2 separate regions of the Anser cygnoides genome follow, and region 2 is linked to region 1. The links are chromatin contacts, called in public Hi-C maps. All regions are on one chromosome and are shown on one strand. Each heading gives the region's core, a stretch centred on a gene start, on an enhancer-like site or on the middle of the called end of the contact. The rest is flanking DNA. Distances are from core to core; before and after follow the strand shown.

The links. Hi-C and Micro-C count contacts between places; a contact is called where the count stands out from the background.
Region 2: a Hi-C map of liver shows a contact between it and region 1, with 1.8 times the contacts expected there. The contact joins two enhancer-like sites. A contact is called at or near these places in 2 of 7 Hi-C or Micro-C datasets (both in liver).

The regions. Positions count from the first base shown.
Region 1 is chr1:60,822,762-60,829,244 of Taihu_goose_T2T_genome, reverse strand. It overlaps TBXAS1 (thromboxane A synthase 1), which reads left to right. Exons shown (of 14, transcript XM_013173135.3): 7 at 5,036-5,124. Among named protein-coding and RNA genes, the nearest start is that of SPIC, 140 kb to the right of the region's middle. Within about 2 kb of position 2,999, at least 1 of the 3 cell types and tissues checked has open chromatin away from gene starts, as enhancers often do. A contact at or near this core is called in liver, where this site is marked.
Region 2 is chr1:61,125,017-61,130,778 of Taihu_goose_T2T_genome, reverse strand. It overlaps HIPK2 (homeodomain interacting protein kinase 2), which reads right to left. Exons shown (of 15, transcript XM_066997849.1): 15 at 1-5,762. Among named protein-coding and RNA genes, the nearest start is that of KIAA1549, 21 kb to the left of the region's middle. Within about 2 kb of position 1,583, at least 2 of the 3 cell types and tissues checked have open chromatin away from gene starts, as enhancers often do. A contact at or near this core is called in liver, where this site is marked.

The DNA.
Region 1 (6,483 bases), core at 1,750-4,249:
GAGTCACCCTAGAGAATGGTTCCCCCCAAGTGTTGCAGCTCCCAGCTCTGCTCTGAACATAGGCTTGCCTGTCTGGATGCTCTGAGAGAACTGGGAGCTATTAGCCTGTGACAGAGCTATAAATGTTAACAACTCTTTGTGCTCCCCATAACAATCCCTTCAGACAAATGATGTGCAGAGTTGGATACAGACTCCTGATATCTCCATTTCCGAAACACAAGAATCTACTATGAGACTGAAAGACAGCTTCAGTACTAGCAATAACGAGAAGCTGGTCATCCACTCCTTGAGCTGGCTGCTATGGGACAAAACCCAAGGCAGAGATAATATATATTTGCTAGGATTTGAACTGTAATGCCCCACAGAGACATCTAGCTGCTGTGGCTGGGGGTGGAAGTGTGCTTTGCGCTTTTGTCTCAGTGGTATTGGTGTAGTGTCACTGAGAAGTTCACTAAGCGTGAGGAATTTCACTTCAGTTTGGCAAACGTCTCCAAGAGCTGGTCACCAAATGAGAAAAAGTTGATCCCAGAAGTTTGCAAAGTTATGAGCAATTAATTGAAACCAGAGGTTATAGAGCGGTTGGGGAGCCAGTGCTGTGATTGCTGCTTGCATGAAGAGAATTGATTCCCTAACATTTTTAAAGAATTTTCTAGCATTTTCTGTTTTTGCTCTCTGTACCCTCAATTCCTCACTTTAAAAGCTGTGCTCTGCTACTGTTGTTTTTTAACTCTATAAACTGTTGTTTTTATAGAGTTCCATACTCTCTGTTCCCCTTTTTCAATTTTCATTTTCAAATGTGTATGCAAAGATTAATAAAGTAGTCCACTCCAGCTGAAGGAAGCTTTGGATCCAGATAACGTTAAATTCAACTACAGTAATGGTGAGCATAGCGTAAGTCAACAGACTTTTAGGCTTGATCCTGCAGTAAGATTTAGTAGTCTTACCCCTGTGAGATGCCACTGGGGTTGGTAGCAGATTTGATAATAAGCTCTTCACAGTGAGCCCCCTGAATATACCATACAGTGCCATTGCTATGGGAGCACTGAGAATGAGAAATGAGAGAGAGGAAGCAGAAGAACCAAGAAGTTTCACTTCCAGCTTTGCCACTGACTGTCTCAGTGTGATCTGGTAAAAGCTGCCTAAATTCTCTCTACATGAAACATCCTTCATCTGTTAATGGGAATATTACCAACCACTGAAAGTTGATCCAAGGTGTAATGCATGAGGAATTTGTGAAGTAATATAGCTGGAGGTTCTCAAGTAAAAGATGCAGTTCCCTGTGTTCCTGTCATGCTCTCCTCAGCTATTATATATTGAAATGAGCTGATATCTTAGTGATCGTGGTGTACTGATCTTGATTCCCTATTTAGTGTTTCTTATTTAGTTTCTCCCCTTTTTGCTGTGGTGCTTGTGATGATCCTGCAGTTCTGGACCCCTTGTCAGACTTGATAAATAGCTTGGCTCTCTTTTACAGCCAGCACCAGCAGAAAACCCATTGATTTTTATTTATTCTGATGGTGCTGCAGTACTCTTGTCATCTCCTATCAGTATGCTGGGAATCCTCTCCTCCATTAACTAACCATTAAAACAAAACAGAACACAAAAATTAAAGAAGAGAGTGCAACATAATGTAGCATTGTCCTAAATAACCTGTGAAGTGGAGTTTGTGTTACGGCATTTTTTTATCAATTGAAGGGAGACACAAGGCAGAACTTGTGATAAGTTGACAGAACAATGCAAGAAAATCCTCTAGTGTCAGTCTCAGGCACATAGATCTTCCATATCCCACTAGTACATAGGATCTGGCAGTGCAGCTGTTGAGATTTCCTTGATTTTCTCTCTACTCTACTCTTGCACAGTGGTCAGAGGCATTTTGGAAGAGTGTCTGCAAGTTGCAATTGCTATTCAGCAAAGCAAGTGCACTCACCTGAGATGATACAAATCACTAACTTAAGAGCTGATATGTGAAATGTGCATATCCTAGAGCCAAGAGTCAGTGTCTGCTTGAGTTGCTCTCTTTGGTAAGTTGTGCCCGTCAGTAGCAGAGCCCCACTGTGAGGTGATGGAAACACACCTCTGCTCTTTTCCTGGTTTTAGTCAGTGACTTGATATCTGGAGCAGAAGAGATTCTTATGCTGGGGGTGTATCTTGTTTTCCTTCTTCTTTCCTTATATTTCATACCATTTGTGGGACAAGAGGCCTGCCATGACCTTGCTATACTATATGTGAACAGTAAAGGTTTCTGGTGTGTCTCTCGACAGTGAATACAATCCAGGCTTCTTGGATGCTAAGAATAAGGGGAATAATCATGGTAAATACTGAGGTCCACATCTAACTAGAGGAATGTGACTCCGATGCCTTTGAACAGTGCAAACATCCCCATGCACCGTGCATACGCAGAATCGGAAACTAATTGTTGTTATGTGCCAAATAGCAAATTGGCAGGATTTATACAGCAAAGCCCCTGGCATCACGAAAACCCTAACCCCAAATGCTCTCCTTTGGCAGAAGAAAGAAATTTGGACTCTGGGCTACTCTTGCTACTAGATAACTGGCAGATCAAATATTTACAGGGACCATATTGTTTAGATTTTTCTTCATCCTGTTACTCTCAGCCAATCTGAACACAGAGCAGCTGGGGTTTGTTTACCCACCAAGAACTGAATCTCAGGCAGGTTATGCAGCTTTTATGTTCTGACTGGCAAATGATAATGTATAGGAAGTTAGTGATACCCAAGGCAGTGTAGATCAACATGTCTGTTACCGTGCCTGTTTTCAAAGTTTGCTGTGGTTCACCTCCCCCAACACTATTTTATTTTTCTTGATGATTGAGCAAAGAGTTTAAAGTATTAAGGGACTTGAGTACATTTCACTCTGTGGTCTTTGTAGTTGGCAAACTTGGATTAATTTATGTCCCTCAAGGGAATAGAAACCCAAACCCAAACCCAGGATTCCTAAGTAGATATCCCCCGTAGCTTTCATATGCAAATAATTGTCTCATTGATATGACTCTGTCCTATAATGCTAACAATAAATCAAATCCATGTGCCCCCCTCCCCACTTTCCCGCTTAGATGTGCTAATAAAAATATCTTTTTGTCTAGAAATAAATTGCTACGGCATTTTGAAAGGCTGGCGGAATGTAGAAAGTTCAGAGGTGCTGCGAGATGCCCTGGCCAGGCATATGTGCCCCTGCCATCCCTGCCAGCTGTTGGAAAGCAATAGCAGCCAGCTGGGTGGTTTCAGGTCTGGTGATGTGCTGAAGAATGAAAGAGAAAATAAGGCAATAAAAGGAAAAATTTGAAATGATCACCATCTGTTTAGAAAACATCGTACCTGTTAAAATATGGATTTTCATTTTGTTCTCCTTGACTGACTCAGTTCATTCGAAGGGCTGGACCCAGAGATTATAAAGCATTTTGCCCTGGTTTGATTTGTTGAACAGAAATGTATTAATTTTGTTGAATCATTTGAGAAGAAGCTCACTGCAGGGGACCTTCTTTAGAAAGCCAAAAGGGGCAGAAAACTGCCACATAACATGGTATGCACCTCCCAAACATATATACCAGCTGCTTTTACAGAATACTAATCTGGATTCAGAATTGTTTTGTGAGATTCCTGTTGCACAGCCCAAATCAATCCAGCTTTTGAACTGAACAGACATCCTGCTCTGTCCCGTGTAGGTACGGGACTTCGAGAACAGCTAGACACATTCTTGACTAAGACTTCTGCCTTTGGAGAACATGTTGGATGCTCCCGCGTTGGCCTTTTGACTGCATACAGTCTTGCCCATGTGTTGGGATGGCAGCGTGCCTGTGCACGAAGTGTTATGCCAGTTTCACGGAGGTAGAAGTGCCAAACAAAATGGACTTGGCTGGGCAGCCTGCATAGCTTTTGGAGTGTGCTGAGAGGCTGCAGTAAGTCTTTTTTGGTAACAAGAATGTCAGAATAGTAGGACAAGTCTGTTCTCATATTTGTTGACATCCGTATGCTGAAGGAGGTTGCTCAGGAAGGAAAGACGGGTTGCTGTGCATATGTCTGCTAATGCTTGGCATAACTGAGGCAAGACTTGGGTATTAAACTGCAGGAGGATCTGTCACTAGTCTCTGTGGAGGAAGCAAATAACGCCATTAGGGTAATGGCTAGATTGCTGCTATGCCCTAACTCAAAGTAAGCAATTAGAGTCTTCCTCTGCCCCCCTTGAAGGTGTAATCAAGGTAAGTGTCTGGTGCTGTTCATATGAAACAAGTTATAGAGAGACTTTAAGGAGGTCCTGATGGTTGCCTATGTCTGTTTTCCATGAAGTGCTGAAGAGGAAGACTATTTCACTGTTAGCCAGACAGGGTGTGGGTAGGTCTACCTGACCATCATTTGTCAGCAAATGGAAAGAACCACTAGCTGAACAAATTCACAGAGTGTCCACTTAATGACGGTTGCCACTCCAGACAACCCTCTCCTCAGCACTCTTCCCACAGCACGGCAGCACTCTTCCCACAGCAAACTGTAGTGATATACATGGTGCTTTCCCGATGTACTCCTTAAATCCCTCAAACTGAGGGATGGCAAGATGGAAATACTAGGCCTCTGGTGATGACATCTTTATAAGACTTTGAGACCACAGAAAATATTATTCCTTCCGCTCAGTAGTATATGTAGCCTAAATGTAATGGCCTGTAAATATGGATCATGATAGATCATCAGCTGGGACAGGGAATGATTAAAAAAAGAGAGGAATGTTTTTGCTTAGTCACTCTCTGTGTATGTAGCCATAAATGGACAAGAACCAAAGGTCAGGTAAGCAACAAGACCTCTTGAATTTAGGCCCAGAGCTGGAGAAAGGCACCCCTGTAATAGTGCAGTCAATCCTAGCATTTCATCTCACCTGTGCAAAAGTGCCTGACCACACCTGCAGAGAGTCCTGAGAGCTCCATCCCATCTACTGGATAAAACTAATTTAGAATAATTGATTTGTTAATTATTATTATTATTTATTTTACATTTTAACAATTTTCACAATAGAATGCATTCCTTTCTAGATGACACCGCTAATAAACCAGGCTTGCGACGTCCTGCTGAGTAACTTGAAAGTCTATGCAGATTCTGGCAAAGCTTTTGATATCCAGAGGTACGTTCAACATACCAGAAATTAGTAGCAGATTTTAAAAAAAAAAGAATGTCAATAGCAGCAATTATTCTAAATATTCACTTACTGTATGTATAACAAGATTTATTTTTTTCTCTTGCTTTTATAAGTGGAGATCATAAGATAGAGGATGTGTCTGATGATAGATGCCTTTTCTTCATGGGGAGAGCCATTGCATACTTGAAAAGTAATTTTGGGAATGCATCTAATGTATTTCTAGCTGTTTAATGGAGTTTTAACAGCTGGAAGCAGAAAGAAAAGCTGCACCAGTCCCTGTCCAGTCTGCTCTGTACCGTCTGCCAATAATGTACAAACATAGGAATTGATCTAGTATCAAATCCCTCTAGTCCATCACTTTCTTGTTTGTTTGTTTGTTTTTTGTATGACTTTTTTTTGAGCACTTAATCATTCTTATCACATTCCTACTAACCCTGTCTAATAGCACGCTAGCCTTTTGTGAAACAATGAGATCAGTATTCCATATGAGAATGCACCACTGATTTATAAAATGACACTTTAATATTTTCCATACTGTGCTTTCTCCCATTTGTTATGCATTTAAGATCCTATTATCATTTTTTGTTGCTCTTTCAGCAGAGATCTTCACTGAGCTGTTCACAATACTGTCTAGCCCCTTCTCTGAGCACATACAATTCTTCTAGGATCTCTGTACGGTGAATGAATAGTTCAAATGTATCTTTACTGTTAGGCACTGTTTTGTGTACACTTCATTTTCTAGGTTGGTCAGCACCTTCTGAAGATCCTCGTGATTTTTCCCTCCCTGGAACAGTGCAAATAATTTTGTTTCATCTAAAGGATTGGATATTTGGTCACTGTTCAACCATCTCTTGTCCAGTAAATGTATATGTGTGCATGCAAGTGTCTGTGTGCACAAAGATCTCTTTATATCAAATATCTGAGGAGTTACTATGAGACTCTGAGATACATTGCATTTAGCCTAGTACTCTGATGAAAATTGACCTTTTCAGTCCTTCTCGGTTTTTCCCTTTTTTCCATTTGTCCTGTTTCTTTGCCTGGTCTTTTAGCTATTGATCCATGATAAGGTTTCACCTCTCAAGAGGCACTTTGGAAAAGACTTTGAAAGTAGAAATGAATGATGTTGACCATCTCAGAATATGTTCTTCCAGTTATTTTATCATACTACCATTTCAGCCAGTTCGACATTTATAAATGTGATTCTCATTGCACTGCAGTTTCCCAAAACTGCCTTGGGAGCTATTTTTTGGCTGTAGGTACCCTATTTGCAACCTTCTGTCTTCTTGTACATTAGTTGGCTTTAGCCGTTTTGTGTTTTGTCAACAACTCAAAGTGTAGGGTTTA
Region 2 (5,762 bases), core at 334-2,833, 300 kb before region 1:
TTTTTTAGTAGCAAGAACTTGATTGGTTAAGAATTAATTTTCTTGTAAAACATTCTAAAGCCAAGTAAAATATCCATTCTTATAACATACCTATAATATGAGACTAAGGAATAGGTTACATAGAGGTCTACAACACATCAGTTTTTTTTTGTTTTGTTTTGTTTTTTTAAAAGAAGAAAGACATATTTTCCAAAAGAAAAAAAAAAAGGAAAAAGAAAAGAAAAGAAGAAAAAAAGGGACAATTCACATAGGAAAAAAAAAAGCAGTACACAAGAAAATACTGTTGCACACAATAATTTTCACAAAGATTAACATGGATTAACACTCTTATTACAGAAACCGTACAGTGAAGGAACACAACGGCTCAGGGCTTTCATGGGGTATCTGGGCTGAGATGATGCTGTAGAGAAAGAACCATTCGAGATCCAGAGCTGGGGCAGGGGCATCTTTTCCCTTGCAGTGGTGATAGCATTTCACAGCTTTTCCTCCCATCTCTCCCCCTCAAGAATTTTGGTTCAGTGTACGTTAACTTCCACTTTCCATCCAGGGTGCGCTGGGCTTGTGGGCAGTCGAAAGGTATAAAATGCTCCCTCCACTTCCCCCTTCCTGATTTTAAAAGGATTTTACTGTTTGTAAATAATGTTTCACCTCTTGGTTCATTTTTAACTACCCGAAGTCTAGCCTTGTCAACTTCCTAGATGCCCCTCTTTCTTCTCACCATCTCGCTCCCTCTCTTACTCTCTCTCTCTCTCACACTCCTTTAATAAAGCTATTAATTACACTTCCGCTCCTTTCAGAAATTTGGTTTGGTATGAAAGATACAGGCTACATTCTGATTCTGCCCAAGTAGAATCGGTACCCAAAAAGCCTTGGTTTCTCGGCTGGTGAAACAGGGGATGAGGAGATCCTTTTTACACCTGAAATGGTTGTGCCCTGGGATATCCATGGAAGTTTCATTTTGAAAAGAATACAGAGCAAAAAATCAAATTAAATAAAACACAAAATCGAACACAGAAGGAATAAAGGTGGGGGAGAAGGGGAGCCAGAAGTGTTGTATGTAACCATGTGACATGGAAGCATGGCAGAAGCCTGTTATTTCCTTTCCGAGGGCAGCGGTGCTATACGTAACCATTCGGATTCTATGGGATGTGCGTTGCCAGTGGCCAAAACCCCTTCTTGCCTGACAAGTTGCAAGCCAAAGAATTCAAAAGGACTGTCTCCTTCGCTTAAGTGTGCTGGTGTTTGTGGGTCTGACCCCCCTTAAGAACAAAAGGTCGTGCAAGTGCCGAGGGCAGCAAAAGGCGATGATTGAGAAAGGGGGGATGATCCCCGCCAGCCCCAGCGCTGCTCGTGGGCTGCCGCGCGATGCGTCGTCGCTTTGGTTCCGTGGGTTACGGGGTGGGCACGGCAGCCCCGGGCTGCACTGGGGGATTGTATCAGCAGCCAGTGGCACCACGAGCATCTCCATTGCTCCTCTGCAACACCGCTGACCCCGGGGTCGCTGGGACCAGTGCCTCAGGCATGGGGCAGAAATGTAAGGGGCCCCCCTGGGGCACCCAGGCTCCGCCACAGAAGATCGGTTCTTCAGACAGACACAGATTTATGTTTTTAAATGCCAGTTCCTGTGCTTTCATGACCTAGCAGTACCATTTTGCCCAGCAGACATTTATACCATGTTCATTGGTTACTCAAGTGACAGAACACAAAAGAGCAAGCTAGACAGCTAGGCGAGACTGGGGAGGGGGTAGTGTGACATACCCAAATGCAAAGTACACCGTAACAGCAGCAGGGAGACAGCACTGATGGGAACTGACGCTGGCTAAGAAAACAAAGTTGACAACGAGATGGTCAATGAACTTTGTATTTAGTTTACTGGTTCAAACAGTTTCTGCGGTGGTAAGCACCGTTTGTAATAACGGGGTGAACAGACGAAAGCCAAATTACAGCATTGCCTCTGAGTGGCTGTCATACACCACACACATACACACACACACACGTACAAAACCAAAATAAAACAGGCAATCACTAAACTCAGGAATTAATCATTTGGCTAAAGATTTATCAACAGTACAATACAATCCTTCCTTTGAATATCCTTCATTCTCTTACATGGGTATCTTCATCCAGATGAGGATCCTACACAGAACAGTGAATTTGGAAGTACTGCGCTCCCTGCTTCAACCCAAGGAGTTTGATAAAGTATGGTATTAAACGAGCACACAAACAAATAGCTTATCTGTTGGACTAGAGGTGCTAAATCCACAAAGTGGGTGGAGTGTTTTTCAACCAGACTTTGGAATACAGTGGATTACTTGATCTCTGGACTGACTTTCCAACACTATGTTATATCTCAGAACAGAATATACATATTAAAGACACACTTGTACTTTTCCATTTGTAAAGGGCAAAATTAAAAAGAGGCAGCTGTATTGAGTTTTTGAAGGTGTCACTTACAAACACAAGATTTCCCTTAAAAAGTACCAGTTTAAATGTAAACTATAAAACACTGTAATAACTATAAAATGTAGCCAGAAAACTGTTTAAGTAGCCACGGTCTATTATTCAGTTCATATTGGTTTAAAATGTGACTCATTAAATATCTTCTAGAAGGCCAAAGCATTTTACAGTAGCTATAAACATATATACTTACATGTGCATTTAACATCACAATTGATTAAAATACATAAAAGAGTAATCTATTCCTTGGTTTAACTTTTTCTCTTTAAAGATTCACTGTCTTCAGAATTCACTCAAGCAACAATGACCAGGGTGGGCATTTATCGTTATTCCGCCCATACAGAGTTTAGAGTCTTTGAATCAAAGTTCAAGCTGGCTACATGTTTTCAGAAAGGCTAAAACCAGGATGAATGCCCACATTTGAGGTAATTATTGCCATTAGGTCACAGTTTGCGTAATATAAGTGTATCTAAATCCTTCTGTAAAAAACCCGAGGATACCCCACGGTCTGCTGGCATACCCTCTGTCGCCGTCAGGATCCAGAATCCTGACCGGCGGCGGGTTTGCTTCCAAAGGAGTCGGCGGTCCCTGAGCACCAGGCGCCTGGCGCAGCCGCCGACTGACCTAGAGCCCAGGCCAGCGAGCCTGCAGCAAGCCAGTTTTGGAAAAGAAAGGAAAAACAAAAATCAGAGGTGCCATAAAAGAGACAAATAACATTTCTGATCAGAATTCCAGACCAAAGCTTTTCTGTCTTATTCCTTTCCAAACAATTTGCTGGAAAAAAAAATATATCAAAACACATTGGCATTAAATATTAACTCTATGCCAGCACTGCAAAAACTCCTTGGCTATGTTCTGAAAATGGGATAAGCTTTGCTTTTGCTCTGAGCATTGTTGCCCCATTGCTTTCTGTTTCAAAGAGGAAACCTTGTTTTAAAGAAAGAAAAAAATTAAAAAAAAAATAAATCCCTGGCTGTCAGAAGTACACGCAAGTATTTACAAGGTTTGTGTGAGTCTGCACACGGTTCCCCTCACAGCGAAAGAGTTAAGAACAGAGATGTCACAATATTTATCAGTGCAGTAAAAAATATCATTTTTGGAAAAAAATATACCTTTAGTATTGCCTTTCTTAGATTAACTATGATAAGCAAAAGATTAAAAACAAAAACTTTATCCTCAAACACACATGAATAGTCTGTTATAGCAGCACTGCTAAAACTGGAAGGACAAAGCTAACCCGTAAATGAGAAACAGGAGTTTCAAACTAGAAATGCAGAAAGCCAACCCTCCTAGCATGCTTCGTGAGACCTCTGAGGAACCGAGCTCGTTCGCCATTTGAGCCCCACTCCTTACGCGTGCCAGCGCTGTAACGCATGGCCTGTAACCCGCGGAGCCTGGCGCCCGCAGGGCCTAGCCCGGCCGCCCGCAGTGGCCTGCCCTGCCTGTCCTGCAGGCCGTCACACGTGCCAGCAGCTTTTAACAGACTGCCGGGGTCATCCCCAGACACTCGGGGAAAAGCCACCTCTGTCACAGAGCCCTGGCTGGTGGCTCTCGCCTCACACTGCCCCGGCGGACAGCGGTGCCACCTGTGGGACGGGCACCCACCAGGAGAGGCTGGTGCCGTGCTCCCGCCAGCTGCCCCAGCACCGCCATGCCACAGGACCAACGCACCAGCTCCAGGCGCTGCCGGGGTAGGTGTGGGGATCCCCGCAGTGGAGACCCCCACCTCCTCCTCCCCACATGCAGGGGATGAGCAGCAGGCCGCGAGAGGCCAGTGGGGGCCAGCACGTGCTTTGGGCATGGGCTCTCCTCACAGGAGAGCCAGGGAGGTTCGGGGACCAGGGGGGTAATGGGGGCAGGTGTCCAGGGTTGGGGACCAACTGCTTTGACGTTCCTGTGGGACAGGCAGGGCTACGTCAGCAGGACGGGGGAAAGCCTTCCCGTCCCACACTTTTCCTGTCTGCGTTGCCCACCCTGAGCAAAGATCAGTTATGTGGACTTTGCGTACAGCTATCCCGAAACTGGCAGACCTCTCCGATGGGCTGATTGCCAAGCCATGGAAGAGCACACCGGTAAGTCCAACACCCTCGCCCAGCCGCACAAAGGCCTGATGCTGCAGTGCTCTTTGGGGTCTGACGCTCGGAACAAAACCAGCATCCCAAATCCCGAGAAGGAGGTGCTACAGAAGCACGCAGAACACCCAGAAGCTTATCCCCACCACACAGCTCACAAGTTCAACATCGCATTGTTGCCACTGATGCATCTTAATCAAGGTGAACAGTAATGAGAGAAGAATAACGTTTTTGACATCCCCTAAAGTTTAGGATAGCAGCAATATTTAGTGTGAGTTTCTCTGCTCATCAAGCTAGCTACTTGAGACAATGATAGAAACTTGAGAGAGAAAAAAAAAAAAAAGACAAAAGAGGCAATTCCACAGTTTATCACTGCTGCCTGGCAGCCGTGACTTGTGGCTTGGTTTAATTTCCGTAGTGGGTGGGGGTCTCTTTCTCTCTCTTTTAAAAAATAAAGTTTCTTTGGTTAAAGAAAAAGCTGGGTTTATCGCCCTTCAAGTTTGCAGATGGAATTTCCTTCAAACCAAATTGCAAGACATAATCCCTTGAAAATATAAAAAAGGAAAAATGTCAGATAGAAGTGTCCCTTCCTTGGAATGTTTTCAGGTATTATGACAAAACCACAGAACAAAGAGAGAGAAGGAGATCTGACAAGGCCTGATTTGTTGGGTGCAAGCAGGTGCAACTGCTGAGGACGATGCAATTGCTTGTGCTCTCTCAAATTACTGGATTTGTTCCAGTCTGTAGTGGGAAGTGCTTCCATTCAGGTCTTCCATTCTGATCATGTCAACTGTTTTCTCCACTCCCTTCTACAGTCTGGTTTCACAGCAGTAGTCTGACGATCCACCCCTAAGGAGAGGCAATGTCCGTGCTTCTTTCTGCTTCCCACGTGAGAAGGAAGCAAGATGAGATGATGGCGAAAGGGACCGCCTTCTTGCCATGCCAGCCACAAGCCACCCAAAACACTTCCAGTATCTAAACATTCGCCTCCTCTCTCAAGTTTCCACGCAGTTTACTCCACATACTCAAAGAGCACCAACCCAACCCAAACACGTCAATCCTGTTTCCTCCCCAAAGGACTTTGCAAGCAAAACAAGCTGGCTGTTATTATGTATGTGGCACCGATAGCATGCAAAACTTTTGCTTCCTCTGCTAATCTGATCAGGTTTCCCCTGTGACTACCAGCACCACACTTTCCCATACCGTGCCTTTGTACAGGTGTGAGGGAGGAGG